Regions from separate parts of the Muntiacus reevesi genome. Here region 2 is linked to region 1. A link is a contact called in public Hi-C data. All regions are on one chromosome and are shown on one strand. The core of a region is the stretch at or near the end of the contact, and the rest is flanking DNA. Distances in the headings are between cores, read along the strand shown.

Evidence for each region. A called contact is a pair of places that touch in the nucleus more often than the background predicts.
Region 2: a Hi-C map of blood shows a contact between it and region 1, with 4 times the contacts expected there. The contact joins the promoter of JADE1 here to the promoter of PGRMC2 in region 1. A contact is called at or near these places in 2 of 3 Hi-C or Micro-C datasets (blood and muscle).

What each region holds. Positions count from the first base shown.
Region 1 is chr13:42,397,886-42,405,227 of mMunRee1.1, reverse strand. PGRMC2 (progesterone receptor membrane component 2) reads left to right here and starts at 5,166. Exons shown (of 3, transcript XM_065903816.1): 1 at 5,166-5,611. The coding sequence starts at 5,194.
Region 2 is chr13:42,833,628-42,840,136 of mMunRee1.1, reverse strand. JADE1 (jade family PHD finger 1) reads right to left here and starts at 4,626. Exons shown (of 11, transcript XM_065904935.1): 1 at 4,449-4,626.

The sequences.
Region 1 (7,342 bases), core at 3,917-6,416:
TGGACTTTATTTCCCCTCCCCTTGAAACTAAGTTGGCCCTGTGACAACCTTAACTAATAGAATGAGTTATTTCCACACCTAAGTTTTAGAAATAGACTGGAAGAATCTGAAAGCTTTTGCAATTTTGAAGAGCCCTGAGCCACTATGTAAGAAGTCTACACTGTAGGAGAAGCCATGTGAAGTGAGGCCCTGGAATAACACTGGGAAAAGAAAGGCTCAGTCATTCGAGCATCCCTGTCACGCCTCCAAATTACTCCAGCCCGACAATACCTGGCTGGAACCACATGAGAGACCCCAAGCAAGATGAGACAACTGCCCATGAGCCCATTCAACCCACAAAACCAAGAGAGATTATGAAATGGTTATGGTTTTAAGTCACTGAGATTTGGGATGATTTGTTATGCAGCAATACATAACTAAAACATTCCATCACTATGCCAAAAGGAGACATGGGAAACTGTGCACAGGTTCCTATATTAATCACTTTTGCTTGCAAGTGACACAGATCACTTCAATCACGTTTCAGTGGCCATGCTGAGTTCAAAGGAGTAGGGAGATGCAAGTCAGCTATGTGTCTGAGAAAAGAAACAGAAACATTCATTGCTTAGTACTAATACCTCACAGAGAGGGGTCAAGCTTAAAGAGATATATCTTCCATAGAGATGACAAGTTAATCAGTAAGCAGTGGATTACATCTGTAAGGGAAAGGCAGGGAAGCCATTTGTGGATTTACAGAGTGCCAACAGAATTTCTGAGTTACATTGAGCAGCACTGGAGATAAAGGAGTAAAGGAAAATCAGTATACATGACTAGTCCATGTAGGAATGGAGGGAAAGACAGAGCAGGCCTCCAGTCTGAAAGCTACTGCAGGATTCAAAACAAGAGTATCCTACTGGGAGAGATATTTTCCTGGGGGGGGGGGGGGTGAGACCTAAAAATGAAAAGAAAAAAGAGAAACGTTTCAAGTGTAAAACTGAGGTATTTATCAAGAATATAAAAGAAAATGTTTAATTCTCATGGCAATGTTACTTAGCTATTCAACATTCCCTCTCCCTGCCATTTCCTTGACAATGTAACTTCAATACTGTTTGACTCCTCTCTTCCCTCCAAACCAATCAGAAACAAACAAAAAAATCTATACACATAACTCAGTTCCAAAATAAATTCCGATTGGTCTAAGCCAGTGGTTCTTAACCAGTATCATCTCTTGAGAGGGTGTGTGGAGGATGGAGGGAAAGAGAGTTTTTTGGTTTGGATTGGTTGGTTTTTTTTTTCTCGTGTCACGTCTGGGGTTGTACTGACATTCAGTAGGAAGGCACCAGAGATGCTAAATGTCTACAGTTCTGTGTGAGAACAGTGAAAAGCCAGAAAAACACTAACAAATCATGGTAATCCTATGCTCCTTATCAGTAACTGGTATAGAAACTAGCTAATAGCCTAATTTTGGAAAAATAAGATATAAGGAGTGACCTGCTATGAAGCCTCTGGGGAGATTTCTGTCCGCTGATGTTGTATGAACCATGTAACACCTGGGACCGCTACAGTCATCTTCCTCCAAAAACCAGTTTCTTCCCAATTTCCCTGTTTCCATCATTGTCACCACATCCTTTTTACCAGGTTCTAAGGCGTCTTTGATTTCTCTTAACCTCTAACTGCTACATGAGGTTTGTCTGGGACAATTTTACTCCTATTCTCCCAGTGTGGTTAGTGAGAAGCTGCGACATAGTTTTAACCGCTTGGCGCCCCCCAAAAGGGGTGTCTTTTCTCCCATGGGCGCCGTCACGCCTGTCCAGACGCCCGGAGCGTGGGCGCGCAGGCAAAGCTACGGCCCAGAAGTTTTGGCGACGAGCTGGAGTCGCCTGGCGCCCAGAGAGTGCACGGAACTCGCACTGGGATTGTTTGGCGAAAGGAATCTACCTGCTGTCACCGAGGACACCGAGTAGCCACTCCCCAGTGATTTTGGCCAAGGCTGCTCCTGTAGAATTTTCTTTCACATTTTAGACGAGAGGTGTCGGTATTCCTTAAGTCGCACTCATTTGGGGCAGGAAGAAAGTGGATAGGGTGAGGTGGGCCTTCAGTTCGCTTGTTTAACTTAATCTACAGTTTCTTTTCATCTACCTAGGTCTTGTAGTCTTTTAACCTTTCGAGTCCTTAAAACTTCGGCGTAAATGTCACCTCTGAACCCTTACAGTGAGCGCCTCACCTCACGCTCTGAACTCCTTTGTCGTGCTCCCTCTCGCTCTAGCTTGTTTTGTGTCACTGGTTCCCCCACCCCTACCCCCTCGCTGTAAACTGCCCTCGTGGTGAATGAGCTGTGTCAAGGGAGTAACAGTTTTCGTTTAATCTGGAGGAACTTGCGGAGTGGAGGAGAGATGTGGGCAAACTGGAGCGTATGGTATACTAATTAGGGAAACAGCTAGTGGTCCATTTTGGCTTTAAGTGCCGCAGAGGAGCGAAGTCTGGAAAACTAAGCTTGTAATCACAGTATCACGGGATTGGCTTGGACTTTATAGGAGGAGTTTCAGCAGATACTGAAAGGAAAGTGACAGGATCAAAACTCTTCTGTAGAGCGATTATCTACTAGGATTGGTGTGAAGGGTTGGAGTGGGGAAAAGAATGGGAAATCAGTTACTAGGCTAAGGTATTTGTGCAGGAAGTGGCAGGAAGTGCGGGAATGTAAAGGGCCAGTCATTAACATTTCAGGTGTTCGGGTCGTAGGTACATAATTTTGCCTCATAGCGACTTCACTTCAGAGTTATAAAAGCAGTCCATGGGCTGAACCCCTGCTTGAGAGGTATTTTCTTGAGGCAGAGTGAACAATGGGGAGTAATCCTCCCATCTAGACTGTTTTTAAAGCGAATGTGGGCACTATTAACTACACTGGGAGAATGAAGAAGTGAAGTCGCTTCAGTCGTGTCCGACTCTTTGCGACCCCATGGACTGTAGCCTGCCAGGCTCCTCTGTCCATGGGGTTTTCCAGGCAAGAATACTGGAGTGGGTTGCCATTTCCTTCTCCTGGGGATCTTCTTGACCCGGGAAGTTTCCTCGTAGAGGAAACCAGCCATAGAAAATACTTAAAGGAATGACTGGCTGTATTCCAATGAAACTTTATGGACACTGCAATTTTCATTTGATACAATTTTAGATACCATGAAATAAGTTTTCAATCACTTAAAAGTGTAAAAAACTGTTTCTTAAAACCTTGTAGAGTTGTAAATTTTAATTCCCTGGCTACTCAGAAGGTAGAGTCTGCCTGCAATGCGGGAGAACCAGGTTCTATCCCTGGGTCAGGAAGATTCCCTGGAGAAGGAAATGGCAGCAGTATTCTTGCCTGGAAAATCCCATGGACAGAGGAGCCTGGCAGGCTACAGTCCACGGGGTCGCAAAGAGTCGGACACGACTGAAGCGACTTCACTTCTTCATTCTCCCAGTGTAGTTAATAGTGCCCACATTCGCTTTAAAAACAGTCTAGATGGGAGGATTACTCCCCATTGTTCACTCTGCCTCAAGAAAATACCTCTCAAGCAGGGGTTCAGCCCATGGACTGCTTTTATAACTCTGAAGTGAAGTCGCTATGAGGCAAAATTATGTACCTACGACCCGAACACCTGAAATGTTAATGACTGGCCCTTTACATTCCCGCACTTCCTGCCACTTCCTGCACAAATACCTTAGCCTAGTAACTGATTTCCCATTCTTTTCCCCACTCCAACCCTTCACACCAATCCTAGTAGATAATCGCTCTACAGAAGAGTTTTGATCCTGTCACTTTCCTTTCAGTATCTGCTGAAACTCCTCCTATAAAGTCCAAGCCAATCCCGTGATACTGTGATTACAAGCTTAGTTTTCCAGACTTCGCTCCTCTGCGGCACTTAAAGCCAAAATGGACCACTAGCTGTTTCCCTAATTAGTATACCATACGCTCCAGTTTGCCCACATCTCTCCTCCACTCCGCAAGTTCCTCCAGATTAAACGAAAACTGTTACTCCCTTGACACAGCTCATTCACCACGAGGGCAGTTTACAGCGAGGGGGTAGGGGTGGGGGAACCAGTGACACAAAACAAGCTAGAGCGAGAGGGAGCACGACAAAGGAGTTCAGAGCGTGAGGTGAGGCGCTCACTGTAAGGGTTCAGAGGTGACATTTACGCCGAAGTTTTAAGGACTCGAAAGGTTAAAAGACTACAAGACCTAGGTAGATGAAAAGAAACTGTAGATTAAGTTAAACAAGCGAACTGAAGGCCCACCTCACCCTATCCACTTTCTTCCTGCCCCAAATGAGTGCGACTTAAGGAATACCGACACCTCTCGTCTAAAATGTGAAAGAAAATTCTACAGGAGCAGCCTTGGCCAAAACCACTGGGGAGTGGCTACTCGGTGTCCTCGGAGACAGCAGGTAGATTCCTTTCGCCAAACAATCCCAGTGCGAGTTCCGTGCACTCTCTGGGCGCCAGGCGACTCCAGCTCGTCGCCAAAACTTCTGGGCCGTAGCTTTGCCTGCGCGCCCACGCTCCGGGCGTCTGGACAGGCGTGACGGCGTCCATGGGAGAAAAGACACCCCTTTTGGGGGGCGCCAAGCGGTTAAAACTATGTCGCAGGTCCTCACTAACCACTAGCCCGCACCCTCGGAAAGGTGTCCGAGAGAGGCAGCCTCAGCAGCCGCCTCAGCGCACGTGAGGCTCTGAAGCTCAGCGTGGGCGAAGAGGCGGGAGCTGGCAGACGCAAACCGTGACCAGGGAAGGGGCGGGGTCCGTGAGCGCATGCGCACAGCCAGAGAACTGGGCAGGCCGTTCCTCCCAGAGGGTTTGCAGAGGAAAGGGGAGCTCGTGGCGCCCCGGAACCCGCGCACGCGCCGTAGCCTCGCCCCGCCTGTGTGCGCGCGCGCGCGCGGTCGGCGCAGCATCTTCTCTTCAGACCCGCCCCCCTCTTGTACTTCAACTAGAGAAGGAGACAGGCGAGAGCAGGGAAGTGTGGGGCGAGGTGGGCGGGGCGTCGCACGCGAGCGCGGCCAGCAAAAGGACGGCTGAGGGAGAGATCCAGGACAATGTTACCGCGTAAACACCCAATCAGGAGCCGGCCTGACCCCACCCCCTGCCCTCACGTTATTGGCTAGAAAACCCCATATGGGCGGGGCCGGCCGTGGGGTTGGGGAGGGCAGGGGGCGGGGAGGAGGAGGAAGGCGCTGGCGGGCAGTGATGGCGGCGGGTGATGGGGACGTGAATTTAGGCACCCTGGGGAGTGGCAGCGAGAGCAGCAGCGACGGTAGCAGCGAGAGCCCGGGAGGCGCGGGAGCGGCAGCAGAAGGGGGCGGCTGGTCGGCAACGGCGTTGGCGCTTCTGACGGTGGGCGGGGAGATGCTGCTGAACGTGGCGCTGGTGGCGCTGGTGTTGCTGGGGGCCTACCGGCTGTGGGTGCGCTGGGGGCGGCGGGGTCTGGGCGCCGGGGCCGGAGCGGGCGACGAGAGCCCCGCTGCCTCTTTGCCTCGTATGAAGAAGCGGGACTTCAGCTTGGAGCAGCTGCGCCAGTACGACGGGTCTCGCAACCCGCGCATCCTGCTTGCGGTCAATGGGAAAGTCTTCGACGTGACCAAAGGCAGCAAGTTCTACGGCCCGGGTGAGGAGGAGTTGGAAGGGGAGGGGGAGGACCCCCTGCAGCTCAAGCACGACCCCCTTCTGATGGGGAGGCCCCTGGGCACCGGGTTAGTTTGCCAGCCTTCTCGACATCTGGACCCCCGAGCCGTTTCTGCCGCACCTGAGACGGCCCGCCCCCCACACGCCCAAGCCGCGGGCCCCACCGGTGTTTACTCCTCGAATTCGGATCCCAGTGTCGCCCCAGCAATGAGCTCTGAATTTTCATCTTTTTCCTATCTCATTTCTCTTCTCAGCCTTTTCTTGGGCTGAATTTTTCAAAATCCTTCTAGTTGTCGCCAGTCACGCTGGCCCTCAGCCTTTACTGAGCTTTCTGATTTCTGGAATCGTTGGGGGCAGGAAAGAAGGAAGATTTCTGAAGTAGGGACCTAAAATTTTAGGCCCTGTAATTCACAACTTTCTTTACTTTTGTGTGTGTGTGTGTGTGTGTGTGTGTGTGTGTGCGCGCGCGCCACAGAGCGCTTATCTACTACTCCCCATAAGGCCACGTTTAAGTACACGTAGTTCCAAGTCCCAACCTTCTAGAATCTATTAAATCCGATCCCATATGCAGCACCTTGACTTTTTTTTTTAACCGGTTTTGATACAGAGATGTTTTCCAAGATTAACAGTCTATGTGGGATGAGGCTGATCAGAATGCAGATCCTAATAAATACTGGCAAGGTTATTCGCCCTGAGTTTTGGAGGTGGAACTCATATACCCAGCAGGCGTGCTTGTACAGTTTCTTCTTTTTTTTTTTTTTTTGGTAGCAGGAAGGCAAGTATTAAAATACACGTTGATTATCACTTACTTTGTTTTCACTGAGAAGAAAGAACTTTATAAACAGCTATAAATTCATATCACCATGCACCAGTTCTGCAAGTTAAATGTTTCTAAAGCTTTGCTTTCAGAGAACTGTGTATGTAAGGTGGTTGGTTTAGAAATCCTTCTTTAACAATGTAGTTATAGCAAACATTTCAGTTCAGACTCATGAAACCTGTTGGCATACCATAAAATTGAGCAACATTGTACATTCTGGTTTTGTAGTTATTCTGAGCTTTTAAGGAGTTACTACAATAAAAGTAAATAAAATTAGAGACCTATAGTCACCTGTTAACTTGAAAGAGGACATCCAAGTCTTAAGGGGTTGGCAAATCTAAAAACAAGTTGGTTTCCTCTTTAATCTGTTAGTTCATGATATTTATTGACACCTGCAACTGTACACTTATGATTTCTGTGCTTAGTGGCTGGAAAATATTTTAGAAGTGTTCTGGTTTGTTGTTTGTTAATTGGGTTAAGGAAGAGAAATGGGAGATTCTACACCTGGTAACAAGCGTGTTGAACTATTTCTTAGTTGTTTGTATTTTGTGTATATATTTACATTCAATCCAACCAAGTCACAGATAGCTTATAAAGTACTTGCTGCTTGTATAAAAATGAAAACCAGATGTCTACCCACTCACATCAGCTGAAACAGTTAATACATTTTTGTTTACTTAAGCGAATATGAGTAGGACCAAAGGACAATATTTAAACGAACAGACCAAATTAGTTAATTTTTTTTTTAGTCAAGAATTTACACAATATTATGTATTCAGTAATTAGAAATTGTGTACAGGTCTAGGTTTTTTAACACAACTTACCCAAACTAATAACTCTGCTTTTGTAGCCCCTATCTAAACGGACAGTGAAGCAACCAAGTGTTTAGTGCAAAGA
Region 2 (6,509 bases), core at 3,377-5,876, 440 kb before region 1:
GGTTCTGTCAAAAAGTTACTACAGATTAGAGTCTACTTACAGGAAATAACGAGATGCAATGATCTTTGATTGGACAGTGTTTTAGACAAAGCCACTGTTATATTTGGAGGCCAAGTAAGAAAAACTGAATATATCCCAAATAGACAAGCTAGCTAACAGGAGGAAAAAACACTCCTTAGACAACTGTACAGACAGCGTGATTCATTATATGTATGTATACACAATTATCTGGAAAATGGTAAAATGATGATTTCTAGGTGATAGGAATGTGTTTTTATATTTGCTTCTCTAGTTGAAAACATGTACATGTAACACCATTTCTGTAATAATACTTTAAGCCACTAAGGGCTCTTTGAAGTAAAAAATCAATTATTTATGAAGGTGAAACACATGGAGGTGTGTTTGTATTCTCACCAAGTCCTCCAAGTTTTGTTTGCTTTTTTAGTTAATCCTTCTACCCAAAGTCTCTGGGCTAAGCAACTGTTCATTCTAAAATACAACATGTCCTTAAAAACCAAAAAGTTTTTTCTCCTGTTCCCACTTTTCACACACTCATCATTTTTCACTATTTTCCCTTTATAGCTACTCTTTCAACCTCTGCAAAAGGAAACGAAAATATTCACTTATACGCTGAAAACCGGTCTGGTGATAGAGGAGGAACTTGTTGGCGGGGGAATCTTGTTCTTTCTAAATGAACATACATCCACTTATGTCGAAGTTAAAAATCTCTGTTACAACCCACTCAAATTTTCTTCTTAGAAAGCAGCCTATGACCTTAAGATGGAATCAAGTTCAAATTCTACTGAAACCTTTACCTCTGGCTGCTCTGAGGAGGTATGTATGCTAGCTTATCAAATACACATATAGAAACACATAAACTTAAGGGAGAAAACAAAATAACAAAGTCAATCCGATTTAAAAGTGACATTAGATGAGATTGAAATCTTTGGGAGAAAAGGGCATGAAGAATTTTCGGGTGCAGGTATTTGCTACCAAGTGTCACACACAGAACAAGCAGTGTATCTGTCCAGTATGTGTTGCCCACTCTACTACAGTAAATTATTTTATCAAAAGTGTTGTCAGTTTAAGTATAGTTACACTGAACGCTCCCTTTCTCCAGCTAAAAGTGATTAAATCTTGATTAGCGGCGATCTGGTCAAACACAGCTTCCTAATCGCTAACCACTGGTGGATCACTACCTAAACCAGCTTCCAGAGAAGTAATTTCTCTGTATCTTAAAACTAGTTCATTAACTTTGAAAGGTATTAGCCTTGAGATACAGGTAACTAGAGATCTAGCCGTTCACAGCGGGTTTTCTAAAAAGGAAAAATAGTTCACCTAATAAAAACCTTTGGGAAAGAAGCCCCTAAGCATTCCCATTAATGGAAACTTCAGATTCTCTCGCAATTTCCTAAAAATGTAGCCGTCTTAAGTCATTCAACTGCAACTATCACTTTACAAAGAAAAAATTTAAATTCCCCCACGGCTGTGGTAAATAGAAGGCGACAGACCCTCGCCCCCGCCGAAGCGAGGTGGGGCGCCGGCCTCCTAGTTACTAGAAAACCAGCCAAAGCTGCTTTTAAACGGTCTCGTGGTGACGACGCATTCCTAACGGGTTTCGAAGGCACGTTTAAATCGCCCGCTTTTTTGTTCGCTCGCTGCGTTCACCCGGTGCCGGGACTACGGCCGCCCCCGCGCGCCAGGGAGGGGAGCCCAGGGTGGGAAAGCCGGGGCGAGGAAAGGGGGTACGACCGCAGAGGGGGGCCCGGGGCGAGGAGAGCCGGGGGCGGAGGACTCTGGGATGCAGAGCCCGTGCCGGGGGAAGGGAGGGGCTGGACAGAGAAAGCTGAGGACCCCAGGAAGGCGGGGATCCCGGGGCGGGGAGAACTGGGCCGCCGCCCCGCACCGGAGAAAGCACCGCGCGGCGCCCGCCGGGGAGTGCGCAGAGCCGCGGCTTCGCGCAGCGACGCCGCCCCCTCCCTCTCTCCCTCGTCGCCGCCTCCTCCTCCTCCTCCTCCTCCCAAGGCGACAGAAACAACAGCGCGGGAGGAGGGGAAAGTAACTCCCGGCACCTCCGCCGGAATTAGCCCCGGTGCAGTGATGACACCTTCTCGTGGCGCAATCAAGCCCCGCTCCCTCCGCAGCGGCGTCCCCGCCGCCGCCGCCCTCTCCGTTTGAAAGTGGCCACCCCCCGCCGCCGCCGCCGCCGCCGCTCCTCCCGCCCCGCCGCCGCCAGCTGCACCAATCCGCTCGGCCCCAGTTGCAAATCAAACGCTCCCTCGCGTCTAGAAGCCACTTGCGCCGCTGGAAACGGCCGCGCCGTCCCCCCCTCCCCGAGTCCCTCCCGGGCGGCACCTTCAGACTGGGGCGGGCGCGCCGGCGAGAAACGGCTGTGAGATGGGAGCGGGAGCAGCGGTGACGGCGAGCAGCTCCGAGAGGACTCGGCTCCCGCTCCCGCCCCCAGACAGTTCTGGAAACTGTGTATCACCTCTGTCACAGGAAGCCATCCGGCGAGGAAGGCGGCGCGGAACCAACAAACAAACGCCTGCGGCCGCCCGCCGGAATCTACGCGGGGACGGCGACGGGCTTCGGGCCGTTCCCCGGGCGTGAGCGCGGTGGCCGCCCCCGCGCCGCGGGCTTTGTGCGGGGCTCCCGCGGCGCGGGCGCGGTGGGCCAGGCGTCCCCGCCCCCGAAACCCCCCACCCCGGGCCCCGGCAACGCTGCTGGGACCGTTAGGTGACGCTCCAGCGCGGCTGAGAAAGCAGCGCCTCGGCCGCCGCCCGCCCGTCCCCATTTCCACATGGAGCCGCCTCTCCTCCAGCGCCAGAGGCGGGCCACAAAAGTTGGCCCCGGGGCCACCCAGCACCTGCCCACGTGCCGCGGAGGCTAGCTCCGGGTCTCCCCCGTCCTTCCCCCCTCCTCCCCCCGCCGCCCTCAGCCGCCAGGTCACCTATTACCGCTGGGAGGGGAGAGAGGCTGCTATTTAAACGCCCGCGGAAGTTGAGGCACCCCCACTGGCGGGTGCCGTGCACCTGCCTCCCGCCGCCGCGCTCCGCCACTTTGAGCAGCAGCCGCGTCCTCGGCCCCGCCTCCTGCCCGCAGGCGGGCGGGGGGAGCGGGAAGGAGGTGGAAGGGATCGAATTTCTCCAGCAAATGGGACCGTTCCGACAGGATTCGGTTCCCCGGTCAACATTCCACATTCCATCCCTCTCCCGCATTTGCAAGCCAGCGCCAACAACCCGGAAAGCCTGGTGGCTACAGAACAACAGCCCCCAACTCACAAATACACACTCACAGGCGCAGGACACGTGCACTGAAGGGCTTCGCAACTTGCAGTCCCGGGGTGCACACTGCACGTTTTCAGGCGGACCAAGCGACACGACGCCACCTTCACAATTTGCAGACGGTGCCAAAGGTTGCAATTTGCTATCCGTTTTAAGTTCATGGTTAATCAGTAGTTTGGTCTACCAATGCAACTCCTTCCTAATTTCACCGATAAAGGGTTTTACACTTCACAGGCAGTCTGGCTGTAAGTAAAAGGTCCGTTCACTGGAAACCCAATTGGGAAGAATCTAACTGCTAAACTGTCCCTGCACCCCCCACCCCTCCCTCACTGCCCTTGAATTGATGCAATGAATAATTTGGACATGTGGTGACGCGGTGATAAGAGATAGGGCTGCAGCTACCCTACACAGATGTACCTATATCCACACCTATGTTTGGACTATACAGTCGACGTCCCTTCCCCCCGCACCACCACCACGGTCACACACACTCTGGATTCATATATGTACCCGGACCTTGTTCTGCCATTGCCATCTGTCTACCAAGTTGCTATTATGCTTTCTACTTCCATGCAACCTAATGCACTTTGGCTGTTTAAAAAATTCTATAACTAAAGCCAACTAAACTGGGTTTCTGCTCCTGAACGCGTTTTAATTGATGATTCGCCTGAAAACCGCATGTTCTTCGCAAATCCAAAAGAAAAAGCTCTTAAGTCTTCAGCCCCCAAAACTGAAAAATAATCATAATAAAACTTACTGATCCAACACAAATCAATTCTCAGGATCCAAAAATCATCCTCTCCTCCTCCTCTGGCCCCCGCCCCGGCAATGCCCAAGTTACTGGTGGGATAGTAACGCTGCGCTCGGCGGCTGCCGGCCCTCCCTCCTTCGCTACATATCGAGAACCCAATCTTTTGGCGCCATATTAATGACGTACTATATTATTTCCACTAGGCAGCGACCTTCGGCATTAAATTACTCCCGAGAACTCCCGAGCAAAGCAACAAAACCATCAAATATGGCTGAGCCTCTCGGCTCGTCCTGCAGCCGCCGCCGCTGCCGCCGCCGCGGGATCGGAACGCGCACACGGACCCACACGCGGACACGCGCGGACTCTCGGTCGGCGCGCCCTCCCCGCGCGCCCCCCGCGGCCCGCGCGCGTACCTGCTACGGAGGGGTTCGGCCGCGGCGCTGGGCTCCTCGCCGCTCGCTCCGCGCCGCATGAGTTCGGGCCGCGGCGGGCTGGCGGACTGAGTGGCGGGCGGGGAGCCGGGCGGGCCCCTGCTCTCGCCGGCGCGCACACACCCGGCGCTCGCGCAGGGAGGCACTCTCGGACGGGCGTTTGGCTTGTTATGGAGGAAGGACTGTGTGAATCAAACTCATTTCTGGGTCACTGCTGCCACAGGGGGGAGCACTTTAATCCCTTGCCAAAACGAGAGGGTGGGGACGGGAGGGCGGAGGGAGCGCGCCGGGAACCGCGGTGCGGGGGGCTCTGTCCCTCGTTAACTCTTCGCGGCCCTCGCCGTAGCAGGCTCGGCCTGTGTCAGCAGGGGCTTGCAAGGAGCCGCATGCTTCAGCTCTTAAAAGCTCTTCCTTCACCTCTCTTGTGAGCCTAGACTTTCTTGAGCTGTCTCCAAGCAGGGTGGTGGGCTTTTAAATTATCCCTTTCAAACTCTCCCAGTCTCAACTCTTGTTTGACATCACTGCACTAGAAAAGGATTCTTTCAAATTATTTAAAATTATGTAGATTAAACTGTGGCTATTAAGGAATGTAGTTTGGGTGAAGTTTTATTTTTAGATTGAATGGAAAAATAAATAGTTCTTTCGTAGTAACAGTTTTGGGGAGCTGCGGGTTATAATGACATTTTTAAATATAGAAAATCCAGTTTTGGAGCTGGAACACTTCTTTACCTAAGTTTGTATCGAAATGATAATTGCAAATGAGCATTAATTCATTAGGAGACAGTAATTATTTGTAAGTTGACACCACCATTATGTTACACTGTGTTACAGAACTGGACATTGTCTTCCAAATAGGAAGAATTGAGCCAAATGCTAAAACTGGAGCTACAGACTAACATAAAATTAGTCAGATTAATTCAGGGGTATTTATGTGTAAAAAAGGTGTGATTACTGGTTTTCTGCAGAACGCAAACTTTCATGTGGAGATTAACACACTTCTCTCGTGAAAGTACAAAAGTGTTAGCGGCTCAGTCATGTCCAACTCTCTGCGACCCCATGGACTATAGTCCACCAGGCTCCATGGGATTATCCAGGCAAGAATACTGGAGTGGGTTGCCATTCCCTTTTCCAGGGGTTTTCCCGACCCAGGGGTCAAGCCCTGGGGTCCTGCATTGCAGGCCAATTCTTTACCCTCTGAGCCACCAAAGAAGCACTTTTCTCTCATGGACCCCCTTAAAGAAATGAGTCTATATGATATTCTGCTTCAAAAGGGAAAAGAAAAAAAAAAAAAAAAAAACTGGGGTACAGGTTGAAAATACTATTCAATAATCCAGAACATAGATCACTGATTACAAAATTGAGTACCAAACCCAAAGGCATACTTATCCACTGGAAGAATTCTTCTGAATATATCAGGTTTGGTTTCACAATATCACACACCAACCCATCCACCCACATCAGGATCATAGTAATCTGATAAATGTGGGAAAACAAAACTAATTGAGTCTTTCAATTATTTTTCAGAAAGCAAAGTAAGCCAAAGGAAATTTTAAGTATATGTCCTTTTTCTCTCTTGCCTGCTTCACTAATGAAGTACAAAGACACCTTATCAGTCCTGTTTATGTGCTCACTTAATCCCACATATGTAAAGCACTATGATATCATTATTACTGTTATTAATGCTGCCCTGACGTTACTGCTGTTTTCCTTGGTTCACTTTACATATACTCCACTGCAGAAGTAAAAGGACACATGCTTCATAGCCAGACAGACCCTGAACTGACTCTACATGTTGTCAGCCATGCAACTGTGGGGTAAATTACAAAACTTCTCTGAGCCTCAGTTTCTTCCTCAGTAATAAAATGGGGTTAACAGGCCCTACCTGAAGGGTTGTTAACTGGAATAACTCCATAAACAAGCCCAGCAGAGACCCTGGCAGTAGAGAGCCATCCTTCCTATCTCTCATTCTTGGTCTTCTCGAGCCTTTGAAGACTGCAACTTTTCCACATTCCAGGGAAACTTACTTCACTCATTCCCCTGCAA